2 separate regions of the Mus musculus genome follow, and region 2 is linked to region 1. A link is a contact called in public promoter capture Hi-C data. All regions are on one chromosome and are shown on one strand. Each heading gives the region's core, a stretch centred on a gene start, on an enhancer-like site or on the middle of the called end of the contact. The rest is flanking DNA. Distances are from core to core; before and after follow the strand shown.

The links. Promoter capture Hi-C pulls out the DNA fragments that hold promoters and counts their contacts.
Region 2: a contact with region 1 is called in a promoter capture Hi-C map of macrophages, with 6 read pairs. The contact joins the enhancer-like site here to the promoter of Pinx1 in region 1. A contact is called at or near these places in 2 of 39 promoter capture datasets (hippocampal neurons and macrophages), 2 of 15 datasets of contacts at CTCF or cohesin (CD8 T cells and embryonic stem cells), 10 of 484 Hi-C or Micro-C datasets (cortical neurons, embryonic fibroblasts, embryonic stem cells and 5 more), 6 of 115 datasets of contacts at active chromatin or transcription factors (CD8 T cells, embryonic fibroblasts, embryonic stem cells and 2 more) and 3 of 9 other capture datasets (adipose tissue, liver and pancreatic islet).

Annotation. Positions count from the first base shown.
Region 1 is chr14:63,856,124-63,861,938 of GRCm38.p6, reverse strand. Pinx1 (PIN2/TERF1 interacting, telomerase inhibitor 1) reads right to left here and starts at 1,627. Exons shown (of 7, transcript NM_028228.3): 1 at 1,492-1,627. The coding sequence starts at 1,510.
Region 2 is chr14:63,896,211-63,901,905 of GRCm38.p6, reverse strand. All of the region lies in intron 6 of Pinx1 (PIN2/TERF1 interacting, telomerase inhibitor 1), which reads right to left. Among named protein-coding and RNA genes, the nearest start is that of Pinx1, 39 kb to the right of the region's middle. Within about 2 kb of position 2,190, at least 37 of the 459 cell types and tissues checked have an H3K27ac peak or open chromatin away from gene starts, as enhancers often do. A contact at or near this core is called in adipose tissue and macrophages, where this site is marked.

The sequences.
Region 1 (5,815 bases), core at 378-2,877:
ATCACAACATCTACTCAAAAGAGCTCACTGTGTTGCACGTAAAATCAGTAGGGATCCTTATCTATAAACACCCCAGCAAAACCAAGAAACACTATAAGCATGCAGGCCGGGGGTGGGGGAGGGCACCACAAAGCAAACTGAGTTGTGGATTCAAATTTGCAGTGCTATACCTGGGGAGGGAAAGCTGATCCAAAAACTTGTTCCATAGATACCAGCTCAACAACCTGGTATATAATATACTCAGCACAACACTGTCTTGCTCATGAGCACAGCAAAGACAGCCATATTAACCAGTGCTCTGCATGTGTGTGTCAGACCCATGTGTGGAGAATGCCTGCCAAGGGTTGCTGACCAAGGTTTGTAAGGAGCCCGCCTCTCCCCTAAGAAAGGCATCCCTGTCACATACTGACCCAAGATGCACTGCCCTGCTGCATAAAGAACTGGCTGTCAGGTCACTTGTTCATCCTGTATACCACTGACATTCCAAACTAGATTCATCCAGTTACCTCACTAAAATCTTTAAAGCCTGGGTGAGGCAGAGACTAGTTCATTTTCATGGAAGTAGAGACCAGGTGAACTGCCAGGAAGAGGGATCTACCTAGAAAGAGCAGTTTCCAGTCTATAACCTATTGAGCTGCCTTCAGGAAAAGCAGTGTGCTCCACTAAAACATGCTTTGTTCTAAAACGCCACAGTGACTTTTTTTGTTTGTTTGTTTTGTTTTTTCGAGACAGGGTTTCTCTGTGTAGCCCTGGCTATCCTGGAACTCACTCTGTAGACCAGACTGGCCTCGAACTCAGAAATTCGCCTGCCTCTGCCTCCCGAGGGCTGGGGTTAAAGGAGTTCGCCACCACTGCCCGATAGACACGATGGCATCTTTTAAAAAAGAAAATAATATGTTTATGTTCTTTGATAGCTACACAACTTCCAGGAAAAGTTAAAAGCCAGTTCTTTGTGAGCATCACACGACTGCCAACTGGTGGCAAGAATCCATAGCTACACGTAGTCTCATTCAGGAACAAAGTAGCTTCTGGGGAGGGAATTAGTGGACTTCAGAGGCTAACCACAGCTACTATCTCTCAGTCTCGATTAAAACCATTCATCAGCCTGCACTCCGGTCAAGAACTTATCACTGCCTGACACTTGTAATCCTTCTGCTTTTTTCCTCTGGGTCCAATACATTTTGGACAGTTGGAATTCAGGGCCTGAAGCGATGCTATGGGACCTATCTTTGTGAAACCCCAGGACACTTGGTTCGAGCCTGGAAAAGTGAAAGAATCTCCAGGAACAACAGTCTGAGACTCGGTGTCCTGAATGTCGGAATGCACGCGTGCGCGCACGACCCGAGCCTTTAGTACCAGGAACTGAGTCTGCGGGACGTTGCTGTTCTCTGTCCCTCGCGGGCCCGGCAGTCACTGCTGTCCCCACTCGGGCCTGAACACCCGCGCCCCCGTCATCCCATCACCCGGTCGTCCAGCTCGGCAGACACTCACGCTCTGCTAGCATCGACATTGTCTCAAGTTTGTCGAACGCTGCCTCTGGCCTGACGCCCAGCGGTTATGAGGAACCTGAAGCGCGGTTAAGGAAGAAGCCGGCTCGGAAAGCACGCCGGGTGGAGAGCTTCGCTGGGGCGCGTACTACTGACGTCACCACGCGCGACTCGCTACCAACTGCATGAAGCGGAGGGGCGGACCCGCCTTGGGGGACTGAGGCACAGATTCTTTCTAGGGCTGGGGCAGAGCTGGTTCGTGCGCAGTTCGCAGTTTAACTCTGAAAGCGGGTGTGCAAGCAACCTTAGAGTTGTCCGGGGTTCTGTGAACCATGGGTACATTTAAAGAGCTGGAGAGACGGCCGAAGAGGAAGGTATTGGCACTGGAAGGGACCTATGCTCTTCACACTCTACCTCTGCCCATTGTGGGATGCTGAGAGAGGAGGGAGGGAGGGAGAGAAGGCAGAAACAGCCACCTAGCTGGCAAAGTCAAATGAAACACCGTGGTTTTGTGCTTAACGGCCGGCCGAGAAATGTTAACTCTTTCGTGGTCTTCGCTGTGACAGACTTAAATCCCAGAGGCCTTTCCCAGTTCCATCGCTCTCCCTGGCATTTTTGCTCAATGCGTCCTGTCACATTCTGTTCCCTCTTTTTGCTGTCCTGTCTCCTCCAAAGGTGTGACCTCAGCTATCTCCCACGCTGTTTATTTGCCCTTTTTTCCTCTAGCCTCTCCCTTCAACGTCCCTTTCTTTGTCAAGGCTTCGACTTCCAAATAGACCTTAGCTTTTCTCAAATCTTCTTTGTTTAGCCATGCCTTCAGCACCGGCCAGTGCCCTTACCTTCCAAAGGCTCTTCTTCCCTCGTTTTGTCTTTCCTTAGGAAGGTCACATCCATTTTTCATCAGACCTAACAAGATACCATGTAGACCCCCGATGCACTCAGGGCAACTCTTCTATGATGCAGTGTGCTGGTGAAATAGGGCTGTGCTGGAGGACCTGAGAATCAGGCATGACTGTCACGTTTACCTACCTGTAAGATGAGGACATTGATAGCCCCCAGCCAAGAATGATTGTGTACTTGACCACCAATTATTAACAAGAAAGAAGAGGCAGTAAATGTGACCGTGTGGCAATGGGGCTGGGTCTGACCAAATCACCTACTTAGGATATCTGGGCTTTGCCCCAAATCCTTTCCCTTTCCCTGGGCCAGGGTTCCTGTTCTAGATAACCAAGCCCAAGCCCAGGTAAACGGTGAGCTTTAAAGAAGGAGGGCACACAGGAGCATTTCCTCACATTCAGTGAGGACACCAGCTTTGATGTATGACCCCTCACTCCTCTCTAAAAGATCTTTACAGGACAAGGCAGATTCACCAAAGAGTAGAATTCCTGGTGAGTGTCCCTGGATCACAGCATCAGCTACCTTTGAAAGTCTTTGTCCTTTGTTTGTTTGAAAACATCTTTGGGGAGCATCGTAAACTTCTATTGTCCATTAACCCCAGTTTAAGAAGAATTGGAGGAGCAAGTGTGGAGAGGACAGAAAGGAAAGTATGCAATCCACGCAGCCCTGGAGTCTGAAGCAAGTTTATTAGGGCACTGTATGGAACCTGTTTCTATCCTGGCTTTGCCTAGAGCAGAAACTAGTCTTGGTGATTAAAAAAAAAAAAAGTAAGCTAGTAAATTATTTAATCATTGTAGAAATAAAAGGCAACCGGAAAAGTTCCTGAGACTGTCAGTGTGAAGTTTAGCATGCATTATGTAAAAAATATTCTGTAGCTGTGAGAGTGAAACTCCTGCTCTCTGCTAAATCCTCAGTGATTCTCCGGGAAGAGAGCAGGTTGACATGATTCATTTGTGCCTTCTACCGTCATTCCTCTTTCATTATTAATATTGGCTAATGGGGCTCGGAATTCAGCCATGTGTAGCCTGAACCTGACTGAGCAAGGGGTCGCCGTATCCTTTCCTAGAGCTAGCCATGGTGTGCTGTTCCCAGGAAGAAAGACTGTGCTGAGTGGAATTCCCGAGTGGAATTCCCGATTCAAGGTGACTTTTTTGAAACATCAGAGGTAAAAAGTAAAAGTTGTCACAGCTCAAAACAGAAAAAGAAAGATGGGCAAAGGGAGAGGGAGGTTAGAAACGGGAATGGCTCAATCGATGCTTGTCTTGTCGTCAGAAAATATGCTCATGCTTGCTTCTTTACTACACAGAATGGCCAGGGGCTGATAAGAGGTCAGTAACCTCCTAGGGATGGGGTGCATGGCAGCAGTTGGCCCTGGTAGCTTCGGGGATTGTTAGCAATAGTCCCTCCCACAACTGGCAGGGACATGGAAGCTCAGAGAGAAGAGCAGACCCACTATAAGGAGACTAACTCATGGGCTGAAACCTTCACCCCCAAGGAGATGGGATGAGGAAGTGGTGCCTTTAAGGGTGTGTGTGCATGATCATGACCAAGGAGCCTCAGGATGGGATTGGTGCTTTTCAGAGAGAGAGAGAGAGAGAGAGAGAGAGAGAGAGAGAGAGAGAGAGAATGAGAAGCCAGATGTCCTCTTCTCTCATATGCTCTAAGAATGCAGCAGCATGACAGCCTCTGGTAACCAGGAATCAGCCCTCATAGAAACCAAATCTGGCAGCCATTCGACCTTGGACTCAGCCTCCAGGACCTTGAAGGATAATTTTCTGTTATTTATAAGCCACTTTAAGTATTTCGTTACAACAGCTCAAATGGACTAAGACAGGCAAATTACACATTGGCACAGAGCAACAATCTTCAGTTCCAGACCCGTCTTTCCAAAGCACAATAACTGAGGACAATATCTCCTGTCATTTCCTTGGATGCAGATATTTAGGAGGGTGAATGCACTCACACTTGGAGGAGGAATCTTAGTTAACAAACACCAGTACAAGCCTCACACATCTTTTTTCAGAACCCAGCCTCTCTTTAAACAGCTGAAAATACTGTGAGTCAAAAATTGCCACCAGCGCAGAAGAATTTTAGAAAAGTGTTTCAGAGGAAATCCCTGTGATTTTTCCGGTGCATACATCTTCAGATTTGCCCTTCATAGGACTAATATGTATTTTATATTATTGACAACTGATTCATTTCTAAATTATTGACTTGAAACATAAAACAATTTAGTCGTCAGCCCCCCACCCCACCCCGGGCTAGGATCACATATTTTTTAAGAGAGAAGATGGGTGAGAGATTCAAAAGCAAAGGCAGGCTGCTGCTTTTAGTGTTTCTCCTGGGAAAGATGGATAGGGTATGTGGGAAGGGGAACATAGAAAGACATGAGGATAGGACTGGAGCTGGCTCAGTAGTTAAGAACAATCCTTGCTCCTGCAGAAGACCCGGTTTCAATTCCCTGCACTCACGTAAGGCAGCTCACAATTGCCTGCAACTCAGCTCCAGAGAATCCAGCACCCTCTCCTGACTTATGCACTCCATTTCACATCTCAGTCCAAATAACTAAAAGTAATCAAAAATGAAGCTTTTTAAAAAGGTTATATGTGTAGAAAGTTGTGGGTACCTAGGAAAATAGGACATCAAGGGATATGGACCAATTGTTGAGACTTGTGTACCGCTCTGAGTCGTGGACAGCTGAGTCTGATCAAAGTACTCTTTCTGCACCTTTCTCCCTATCCCTTGCTCCCTCTCCCTCTTCTCCTAGGAAAGGAAGACACCCTGACTTTGATGTGAATTTCTCTCAAATCATGTGCTTTCACCTTTCCCCCAGACTGCACGGCTTGAAATGAACCATGTTCAGATATGCAAGGGAAAGTAGAGGATTACGTCCATAATTCCTGTTACTGCTGTCTGTTTGCTGCAGATGTTTAAAAGCAGTTGCAGTCCCATAGACACATCTCTCCTCCCCCCTGCCCTGCTTCCTTGCTAGCTCCACCCACCTTCAGTCCACCTTCCAGCAAAAGACATAAAAATGGAGTATGATTATATCCCATTTTGTGTTTTGCCCTACATCACAATAGAATGCTAGATTAGGGGTTAGGGGATAGCTCAGAGGGTAAAGTATTTGCTTTGCAAGTATGAGGATCTGAGCTCAAACATCCAGAACCCACATAAAAAGGTGGGTTATAGTTGTACATGCTTGTGATCCCATCCACAGCAAGTTAGAAAGTGGAGACAGCCAAATCCCTAGAGTTTACTAGCCACTAGCTTAACATACTTCCTGAGGGTCTAGGTCAGTGACAGACCCTCCCTCAAACAAAAGGTAAAAGACACCAGAGGAACAACATCTGAGGTTGTCACCAGAGGAACAGCAGCCACTGTTGCTCTCCAAAGTCAATCAGCATGAATATGGGCATGCAGATGCACTC
Region 2 (5,695 bases), core at 941-3,440, 39 kb before region 1:
CTGTATATACCATTATTACATTAATGGATTCTCTGTGACTAGTAAGATGAAGTAGTAACTTTTATTCTGAAGATGTCTACCTCATATATATGTGGTCTGGCTCACGGTCTGTCTGTCTGTCTGTCTCTCTCCCTCATATATATTTTCATTGATCCAAAAAGCCTTGTAATCCTGTAGAATTATCTGTAAACATATGTTTGCACCCCTGTCAATGACTAATGATTCCCTAATCATTAAAGGTAACCTAGGAAGCTGAGTTTTGATGATCTTTCTGAAGTGACTATCACTTGCTGAGGTAGGGTGAGTAGTTTATTAGTGTGTGCTAGGGAAAGAGAACCTTACAGCTTGGGTAGACTTCTTGGGGCAATTTGACCTGACAGCTGAATGTCACAACCCTATCTGCAATGTGGGACCACACTCCTCTCACATGGCTGGTTTTTGACTTCTGCTTCTATCACACACCAAACCACTCAGCCTTCTTGGTTAACACAGCTCCTGTGTGGTAAAGGTTGGCAACAGTCTAGGCCAGAGGGGCCAGGGAAGTGTGAGCAGGGTGGTCCCCCAAGTCCCTCGGCTTGCCTGCTGCCTGGGGTCACCAGCCTGCTTCACTGGCCGTTTACTCACCAGGTTTCACACTGTCCAGCTGCCAGAGCTGTTTGCGATCAGACCCCTGGTAGAGGGCAGCTGCTATTCCTGGGGACAGATTCCAGATGAAGTGAATAACTGCTGCAGGGCCACACGGGACAGGTACATTTAGCTATCTGGGGTGTTCTGAAGAGCTTTGTGTGGAACCAGCTAAGGACTTGTCTCCACAGCAGTCTCTTCTCCTCCCCGCCCAATTATGCCTCCACTCTTCATCTCCATTATGCTTTTTTTTTAAACCACCTGTACTCATTCTGAGGCCAACCAAGAGCCATCTGCAACTGTCCATCTCAATTCCTTACTAATGACACCCTCACTGACTCAGTGTCCAGATTCTACCCCTGGTAGCTCAGCACCAGGACCCAGTAAGTCCTTTCTACTGCCTGATCATTTTTAAGACTATGGTAAAGAGTTATCTCTCATGGCAACAGTTATTTTATAAGTGTTTGTGGTGATATGTGGTGAAACAACACATATGTATATTGGTGACAACACATATTTTAACTCAACACTTACCAATCATTACCTAAATGCTTTTAGTTAAAAAAGAAAAAAGAATCTAAAATATTTATTACTATTTGTGTGTGTGTATGGGTGTGTGTGTGTATGGGTGTGCGTGTGGAGGTCGGAAAAAGGGAACTAGTTTTCTTCTTCTATCATGTGGGTCCTATCAGGTCATAAGGCTTGGCAGCAAGTGCCTTTACCCACAGAGCCATCTCACTGGCCCTGTTTATATTATCTGACACTATTACTTCAGAAGAAATCCTATCAGTTATTTACTATCACCAGCTCTGATTACTTTTTCAGTTAATAGATGGCAAAGGGCCACATGAAGGAAATTAACGATAAATGTATATGGTAGGGTTGTTAACTTGTGTCATGGAGTTCAGCACAGGATTTCTTCAAACAGTGATGGTATTAAAGAGCACTATGAAGATGGACGCAACAAAATCCAGAATGTGGGGAATTCCTGAAGACAAAGAACCTAACAACCTTCCACAATCAACTCCAAAGAGAAGAGAAGAGTATGAAACCACCCTCGTTAACCACCTTACTCCAGCTGAACTACAGGCAGATTGTGCCCACCTGTCTTTACATGGCTTCTGTGAATGAAAACGTCAGTCTTTGTGCTTGCCTGTGCAAGGGCTTTGACCACTGAGCCATCTCCGCCCCACCCCTTCTTGCCCCCAAGTGTCTGTATCTTAATAGACATCAACAAGGAAAGGATGAGGAAGATTATGAGACTAGCAGGCAGGAGACCGGCTAAGCTGGGGAATGTGCACATTGAGACTTACACTTTACAGAGGGCAGATGTAGCCGTACCAGCACAGGGGAAGACAGCACCATGGTGCCCACAGGAAAGTTGTCCCTGGCTATTGGAGCTGCCACAGTGTAGTGGACCCACAACCCACCCTCTGAGGAGTACAGACTAGTACATACACAGAAGAAAGAAGGCCTCTGGAGCCACCGGCACAAGTGGCCCCATCTGTGCGCTGACTCAGACAGGAACAGCAAGGCCGGTGGAGGACGACATTTCCGTTATGAGATCATGCGCTGGCCACTGTAGCTTCAACTGAAGCCAGCCCAGGGGTTTTCCCTGAAAGAGTCACAATTCCTCTCCCCAGCAAAACAGGAACTGATCCTAACAGGAATATTATGTAATGCCAGGGAACCAGGAGAGTGGGAAAAGCAGGGTTGGGGGAGAAGCACCACAGGATGAAGGCAGAGATGGGGTAGAAAAGCAGAGCCACTCTGAGCAGCTTTTGGACATGGGACAGGCCCAGTAGCCACTCAGCCCCTTCCAGCTCCCTGGAGTTACTTTCCAGGGGTAACCAGGTATCCTTCAGGCAGGCATCACCTCCCCATCTGAGAGAGGAACTGCAAGGACCTGAATACAGAGAAGAAAGCTGACACTGGGGTAGGTATGCTCTCCTGCTACACCATGTGAGCCTTTCCATCCAGATCCATTGAGGGGTAAATACAGTAAACACTTAGGGTGAACAGGACATTTTGCTCCATGTACATGCTGAAACGATGGCACTACCCAGCTAGGTAGTAGCCTCACACAGCAGTGGTCTTTGTGTGTGGTAATGACAGGCACCAGGATGGACAGAGGCTTCTAGAACCTCCTCATCTCCTAACTTTGCCTAAGCTACCCAACCTGCAGTGGGCAAGGGAGGAACATGCCTGGGGCAGAGTCAAAAGAGCATGGAGCCCAGACTTCAAGGGCCCAGAGACAGATGTTCAACAGTTTGTCAGTACTGACTCTACTTTTGGACAGACAGGTATCCGTTATTACTACTTACACATGCCTGGTTTTGCACCAACCTTCTTACCATTGTTTTTGGCTATGGGCATCATGAAAAAAGTTTTTTCTTCTTTCTCATGAACTCGTACAGCTTGTGACTTTTCTAGAGTGGACATTTACTGTTTTAATAATACCAGAATACTTGATATTAAAACACATAGAGAAAGCCCAGCAAGTAATTAGAAACCTGACAACCTGAGCTCATCTCTAGTAGGAAAGAACTCCTGCAGGTTGTCATCTGACTTCCATGCTTGTGGCATGGTGCTTGAGCACTGTCATACATATGCACACACTCCCACACATGAAAGAAAGAAAAACACTGTAAGTAGGGCTGGAGAATTGGCTCAGAAGTTATGAGTGCTGGCTGTTTTTCCAGAGCACCTGAAGTTCCCAGCACCCAGTTGGGTGGTTTAGAACTGCCAGTAACTCCAATCTGACACCCTCTTCAGGACTCCATGGATAACTGCATGCATGTGGCATTCATACACAAACACACATGCCTGCACACATACACAGAGTGAGACAAAGAGAGCAACACATAAAACCCTACAAGCCTAAGAGCCAGCCCTCACTCCAATGGCATCTGCCGTTAGGTGTAGGAGTCTGGGCTGGTTAAAGGTGGCCACTCCTTTGCCCCTCACACAGATACTGCTGGTATTACACTTTCAGAAGGTTCCTACACCTCTTTCATGGTTTTCCCCATTCAACCCATGTCTTCAGGGGGCAACAGAGGTTAAGTGATGTCTTTCAGCATGGCTCAGGACAGAAAAACATTCTCAAGTAAGACAAGGTACCCCAAATGCTCTGCAGTATGTTAGCTAGCTGAGGTTTCCCCCTCCCAGAGAAGCCCATACCTGTTATGCAATCAAAGCTACCAGCTGCTATCACTCATATCTCCCCAGGGTCCCCCAATTACTTCATATGTCTTCAGTTTCTCTAAAGCACCATCCTCCTCTTAGAGTCTAAACTCACCTTGCAACACCCACCCCTATAGACAAAATCAATTGTAACAACCTTTCTCGCCAGGTCCTAAATCCTATAGTGGATTCTAGTCCTTCTCACAGTGTATGCAAAGTGTATACATACAGCCTTCTGGATGGTATCCAGCAGGTTCTGGAGGTAGTTACAGATGACCAGGCAGGGATACCAGGTGCTCCCAGCTCTAGCCAGACATTATGCAGCCTGAGATTGATATTTCAACACACCTACAATTCAAATCATGCCTGCTGTGCCAGTTGGCAAACTAGACCCAAGAATACAGGTGACTGGTGTCAGTCAAGTTACAGTTGGGATCCAGGCTTGAGGCTGATGCTGGAAACAACTCTTCTTTTTTAAAAAATTGGCGAGTTATTTCTGCTCAGGACCTGCTAGCCCCACACAACTCAAGTGTAGTTTCTAAAACAAGGGAAGGGTGGGAGCCACCTCTCGCTGGTAACTGCCCAGGTAAAGGATCTTCCCTGTCAGCTCTGCTGCTGACATCTCTGCCTAGGACCTGTGTAAGACTTCTAGGCTGACCAAAAGAATCTAGCCTCTGGAGGCCCATGGCTCTCATAGACACCCACCCTTTCCTCAGTCACTACCACAGAGGACTCTGCAAATGCTGTCTGGAGGAGAAACTAGACAATCCACTCTGATAGAGCACCTGTCCTTCACTTGGAATGACAAAGGGAGTACAGACACTGGCTAATATCTTCTCTTGCAGGTTGAGCTTCTAAATTGAGGGTAACTAACTTGGATACCTAGAAAATTCGGCTGGGCAGATGCACAACTGCCTTTCATGCCCTTCCCTAGTTCTCCACACCTTGGGTGGGCAGACCTGGCCACTGCAGCCTACTCTCAGATGCACACACAGGCCCTGCTTCTGTTGGAAAGCCCTCTAGACCCTTTGTTCTTTCTAGATTGCCTGCATCAATGCTTGTCTGCTGGAGGAAGCAGGCCCTGTGAGGAGGTGTCCACACTCACTCAAGCATGAGGATGGGCTTCTCCATTCTCTCATTCTATTGGCAGCACCATGACTTCTACCTCTTACTGCTGGGCATCTCACATTACTGTAGAAAGCTGGCATGACCCATGGCATAGCCCAGCTTGGACCATCCTGGCAGCTTCATCCCAATATAGTTGCCACATGTGCCTCAACCCTCACCTGCATCTTCTGAGTGGCCCCTGCATGCTGACATTTTGCTAGGGGTAAGATAAAAGTGAGGAAGGATAACGATAGCAAGGCCTCTTCCCTTCAGAAACCTCTTAGAAGTACAAGCTTTAGTAGTTCCTGACCTCACAGTATCTGCCTGCACTGTTTTAATAAGCGAGCACATTATCTACACACTCCTCTATTAGCTGGTCTACAAGAGGCTTTTCAATGAATTATTATCATGTCAAGAGCCAAAAGGTGGGGCTACGCTCAGTCTGCTTAAAAGTTTTGTCCAGATCATTACCTTTCCTACCCAAAACTTCAAACAAGCTGGTGTAAGGGAAAGGACACAGGTATCCTTTGGAGTAAAGGAGTTTATTTTCATTTGAATTATGAAAGATCATTAATGTTAGCTATACCAAAAAGGGCCAACGTTTGTAAAGGGGAAAGGAAGAGCAGGGCAATAATTAAGTTACTTAGCCTCAGGCATTGCCCTCACAGAAGAGCCATGAACACAGTTAATGCTGCTACAAGTCACAGTGACAGGAGTCATATACGGGCACTTTCCTATACTCCATATTACGTATACAGATAATCTTTAAACAAACATTATT